Regions from separate parts of the Gasterosteus aculeatus genome. Here region 2 is linked to region 1. Evidence: chromatin contacts called from public Hi-C data. All regions are on one chromosome and are shown on one strand. The core of a region is the stretch at or near the end of the contact, and the rest is flanking DNA. Distances in the headings are between cores, read along the strand shown. Region 1 overlaps gpc5c (glypican 5c). Region 2 has its middle 9.3 kb from the start of LOC120816070.

Region 1 (2,857 bases), core at 143-2,642:
CCAGTTGCTACCACATCAACCAAACAAGGAATTTGCAAGAGAAACATAAACATTAGGACAAATGTGAGGTGGACTAACAACTATTTTTGTGTGACTGTCATCAGGAGGACATTAGGTCATATCGCTGTGTAGATTGGGTTGTTATATACATGTCTAGCATAATATGTTGTATTGATTTTAGGCGGTGGGGTCCATAAAGAGCCCAGGACAGACGAGAGGAACCAGCTGGACCCTGACGAGCCTTCCCAGTGGCCCGGTGTCAAACTCTTTTCATTTTCTAGTAGATCCTTTTTTCAGTATTTTATGAGATTAGTTTATAAATAAAAGCATCTTACCCTCTAAAACCCTCAAATTATTGGATTTTTTAAAAACACGCCTCACAAGGCTGACATAAACATAGCTTTTCTACTCTTAGTCATATCATCTTGTGACCTCCTTGTTGGTCCTGCCGCCCTGCGTTCGGAACCAACCACCTGCAGCGACTGCAGCACGACGTTCTCACTCCAGTTACACGCACTGCAGGCTCTCGTCATTTCAGCTACGGTGACGCGTTTTAGCCCGGGACGTTTGCGTCAATGAATCGTCTTGGACTTCACCTGAGGCACGACACCTGTGCTGAGCTGGCAGCATATCTGTCTGTGTGGCGCCGCAGACCAGTGAAAATATGGCTCGGTTTGTGGCTGCGTGGTTGGAAATTACGCACGACTGCCGTGCCCCTTCTTAAGAGGTCCCAGGGTGATCCGACCGAGGCCAGGCTGGCTCGTTGCGCGGTCGCACGGTAACGGCTATTTGGCGGAAGGTGTAACGGATCAAATTACCCATGGTTATTACGTAGTGAAAGCTTGTCCTCCACAGTCCAATAAAATGTGTTGCTGCGCTTATGAATGGCTCCTTTCATGCTGTATATTTGGATGTCTTTGATACCATTTAAAAAACATACGGTCAGGTCAAGTTTCCGATCAATATTGCTCTTCCACCCTGTTTCCAATTTGACTATGACTACCAACACGTGGCTCTTTCACTGAGTACTCCTGAGAGGAATATGGGATGTGTGCTCGTATCGTCAAGTCAGGTTTCTTGCATTATTGTTGCATGCGCATTTCCCTCCATTTACAGTGACCAGCGCTGGAAATGCTCAGTACCAAACTAACATAAAAACCCCAAAACTACTGCTCATTTTTTGGGGGGAAGTAGATCTGGTTAAGGGTGTGTACTGCCGACAGAGGCAACGCTTGCAATTCCTGACTCCTGGGAAAAAAAAGTTTAAATCCAGAAGTTGCCATGAGTCCTTGTTTGTGGTCGCAAGCCGGCCCAGCTGTAGGCTTCCTCAATGAGTGTTGTGGGCCACGGCTCAACCCATGTCTGGTCCTGCCTTGGTATGCTCTCTAGGTCACCGTGACCAAGGCCCAGGCCGTGGAGAGAGCGGCAACAGGGACTGAGCGAGCGAGAGGGAGGGAAGTGAGATTAAAGAGACAGAGATGGGAAAATGATTCGTGACGAGGCACAGTGATTCACTTAGCATGCAAATACACTTCTGGGTAATCACATACTGTGATTACCTTGTACCCGGGAGGCGTTTGATACTCATCCCCGGGTTATAATTCAACTCGTCTATTTCTATTCCTGTCTTCGCCCTGCGTGATGTTTACAATATCCAGTTTGGCTCATCATGAGCCCATTATAGGCCCCAACACAGCCGAGCGTGTTTCATTTCAATGCTACAACAGGCTAATGAACAAGTATCGATTTATCTAACAATCGCGTCAGAGAGCTGAATTAATTCAGTATAAGTCACTTGCTCTGGCCAACACGCCGCTCTACCAATCGCTGTCCTGCTCTCTCTCTCAAACACACACACACACAAACTCGCTCTCCCTTCTTCTCATCACCGTGGCAGTGAAAACAAATCCTGACATTAGCAAATCATCCGTTGCAGGACAGCGTAATGTATGTACTCTCCTACTCGCTGTACAGAGCCACCAGATCCAACATGTCCTCCCTGTACTTAGTTCTGCCTAAAAAGCACTGACATCGTAATGAAGGGATAAGATACTTCTTCATGCAGAAAGAAAATCACAAAATATAAATGACTGTAATTTGACTACATTTTTGGACAGCACACTTGGTTGCCGGTCTGACTAGAGCATAATATGCTCCCACACTGCGCCCGTGTGGCAAATGCTGCGAACTGAAAAGCCATCATCTGAGTTTGAGAGTCAGGAGAACCAGGCAAATGTGCATTTAGCATCATTAAGCAATGTTAAGTGTCTAGTTGTGGGTTTAAATATTGCTGCCGTGGCCAAAGGAAAATATTTATAATATTAGTCAAAATGTACATTTTTTAACATTCAAAATTAAAGCTCGGACCCCTAAACCTCTCTGATGACCTCTGTTAGTCCCAATCTCGTTGCTGTTTTTTCGGGCAACTCACTTCTGGAGTTTCAGCTGGTCGCGGTTGAGTGTCCTCGACATGGAGGAGATTGTGACCGAAACGTAATTAACCTCAACTCAATGCCCATAATCTGATATGTGTTTTGATGTTACAGGCATGCAGAGACAACATTACACCTTGTCATGACCATTCAACTAGCCACTGGTGGGCAGCAGGGAGCCATCTGGTGGAATGCTGCAGTACTGCTAGATGGTTAGAATGAAGACACATGCATGTATTTTAATAGTTCACAAAGATAGATTTTCTAAAAAAAATTGAAGATCAGAATTGACACAATCAACAATAAAAAACAACAGCAAGTTGAGACCAACTTGCTGTTGGTCTCAACTTGCTGTTTAATTTAGCCACTGAAATTGTTATTCACAACTATAACGCCAAGCTCATTTAATACACTTTATTCATAGT
Region 2 (2,857 bases), core at 128-2,627, 98 kb before region 1:
ACATGGAAAATCTGACATTATTTAGCTTAGAAAATCTTTAAAAGAAGAATTTCATTGAGAAATTTAGGTCACACTCTGATTAACAAATAAACTAGATGTGAAACAGCAACATTTTGCAAAGTCCATTTTAGATCCTCACACTATAAAAGCGAATGTAAAACTGGGATGTGGTCAGAGTGCAGTAGATTACATGGAACCTTCGCAAATACAGTTTATGAAATCGTTAGTCCGACTTGAAAAGAAAAGCAAGCACAATGACGGGCAGTAAAGAGGTGACTTTTCTCTCTTCTGTTAATAAAGATGTTATTATGTAAAAGCATTCTTCTTCTCGGTTTCCATTGGTGGCAGGCAGGCTGATCTTTGCATTACTGCCACCTACTGGTTCGGATAATCCTCTGCAGATAAAAACATGTATATATAATAAAAAAGTCTAAAGATAAAATATATTATATAAATCAAGGAATAAAACTTTCTTGTTTCACAGTTTCAGGTCTTGTCATTAGTCCTCGATCATTCTCCCTTTAGTGTTATTTGCTTAGACTCTGAGGGTTCTAGGGTTCTAAGGTTCTAAGGGTTCCAGCATCAAAAGCAGTCAAGTTAAACGTTTTGAAGCTGCATGTGTCTTGTAATATTTGCTGTGACCGAAATAGTTCAAAACCCCTTCCAAAGTTCACAAAGTGTTTCTGAACAAGAAAAAAAAAAAAAACCCAAAAGCAGTGAAGTAATTTGTGTGTATTTTTTACAGTATAAATATTTCTAGGAATGTTTCTCAGCCCCGTTTACAGAATACTTTAAATATTTCAATATGATTCAAAAACCAAACCCAACACTGAGACCTTCCTGACATGGCGGCATCACGGCAGCTGGGAACTCGATCGGTTCTACCAGGTTCGTTAGACTTCATAACAGATTACATAACAGATCTGGGCGACAGTGGGTGAGTGGGGAGCACGGTCGTCCTCCAATCAGAGGGTTGACGGTTCGATTCCAGGCCTGGCTAACCCGCATGCCGATGTGTCCTTGGGCAAGACACTTAACCCAACGTTGCTCCTGTAGCTGTGACTACAGTGTGTGGATGGTAGTTACTGATGGGCAGGTGTCACTGTGTGTGGTTCTCCTGTCATCAGTGTATGAATGGGTGTGAATGGGTGAATGATGTCACGTAGTGTTAAAGTGCTTTGAGTGGTCAGAAGACTAGAAAAGCGCTAAACAAGTACAGTCCATTTACCATTGATCTCATCTTGGAGTAGAGTCTTAAATAAAATGAAAGATTTGGAGTAATTAATTACAGTATAATATGTTCCCTAGCATAGTATATGCATAATGGGAGTGGGTGTCTTATTATTAATATTATTTGTATTATTATCTGGATCTGTTTATGTGCGTATATTTGTTTATATGTTTAGGTTTATGTATATGTGTGTATATGCATATGCTGTGTTTATGTGTGTATGCATAAGGTCTGTATATGCATGGGTATGCATACGAAGCCTATATGTTTGCATATAATCATTGTAATAGATGGTTGATTTTTAATGCATATCTTGAAAATCAATGAACAAAAAAATGACGTCCCTCTAATTGTTATATATTGTGTGTCCCTCACTTTTTTATTTTGGAGTGATACAATTGTTGCTTGAATGCACTAAGACCCCACTGGGTGGCAGTATGTGCACATGCTGAGAAGCTCCTTCTAGTTAGTCATCTGACAGAGGCAATGATGTGAAGCCCTTGATCTCAGATGCAAGTAGCGATGTAAAACCAAATAACAAGGCGGCTTGATAATGTAGGAAGAAAAGTGGAGCGGGAGCGAGGGGCTTTAGTTCAATTACAAAGGAGATCAGAGAGTAACAAAAAAAGGTGACAGAATATGTCTGGCGAGCCAAAAGGCAAAAGGGTGCAGCTCACATTCGCAGCCGTGTGAACAGTCCCTGCCAGAGCTGAACTTCCGGGGGGACACTGAAAATGACAACTTGCATTTTGAATATATATTTAAATTCTTGGCATTTTAATCCGAAAACATGTATTCTTTCTGTGATCCACACACCAGTAGTCGTAATGAAGCAGCAGAGACAAAAGGAAAATCACTTCAAGAACTATTTTTGTTCTATCGAACATCTCCTTACTGTAACACTATACCCATGAAGGATTTTGTAAATGTTCTGCACTTCTCCACAGAATTATTCTCAACTTCTTCAGCTACTGGAATGGATTCAAACCTTTTATATAGTACCTCATGTTCTAATGTATTTTTCTGAGACATTGCAATGTAATTGCCTGCCAACATGTTACCATAAACCGCTCCAGACGCGCAACAGCAAATCGCGATGCATTGAGCTGAGGAGATATTACCGACAAGTGTTTTAGGCCCTTTCGAGGTGATATTTCAAATACGGAGACCCTGTAAGGGTCGCGGATCGGTCGCTCACGAGAGTGCAGTGAACCAAAGGGCCGAGCTGAAAGCCAAACGGATGAGAATAACTGTGGCGCAGTCGTGAGCGCTGGCGAGGCGAGAAGATGAAAAGCTTCAGACACAATCAATAGCTGGCGATGTGAATGTGTCTCGCTGTTTGTGTTTATAGAAGCAGAAGGAGGAGGGGGGGGGCTGCAGAGGGATAAATAATCATTTCGGGGGAAATTGAACGATACAATTGTCTCACTGCAGGGAGGGAAATGGGCCACATAACCTAGGTAGAAATAAATTAAGCAGGAGATTGATCATGAAATCCATTTGAAGTGGGATAGTTGAATCTATTCAGACACAGTGTGTCTTTGAACGGCCCTGTTGTGACAGCAAACAGACGCCGGCGTGAAGAAGGTCGACCTACGAGGACAGACTGCCTGTATTTCAGCCCAG

The links. A called contact is a pair of places that touch in the nucleus more often than the background predicts.
Region 2: a Hi-C map of blood and trunk muscle shows a contact between it and region 1, with 7 times the contacts expected there. The contact joins two enhancer-like sites. A contact is called at or near these places in 5 of 6 Hi-C or Micro-C datasets (blood and trunk muscle, liver, skeletal muscle and 1 more).

Annotation. Positions count from the first base shown.
Region 1 is chr3:2,457,401-2,460,257 of fGasAcu3.hap1.1, reverse strand. All of the region lies in intron 6 of gpc5c (glypican 5c), which reads right to left. Among protein-coding and RNA genes, the nearest start is that of gpc5c, 46 kb to the right of the region's middle. Within about 2 kb of position 1,392, at least 2 of the 9 cell types and tissues checked have open chromatin away from gene starts, as enhancers often do.
Region 2 is chr3:2,555,776-2,558,632 of fGasAcu3.hap1.1, reverse strand. No RefSeq gene overlaps it. Among protein-coding and RNA genes, the nearest start is that of LOC120816070, 9.3 kb to the left of the region's middle. Within about 2 kb of position 1,377, at least 2 of the 9 cell types and tissues checked have open chromatin away from gene starts, as enhancers often do.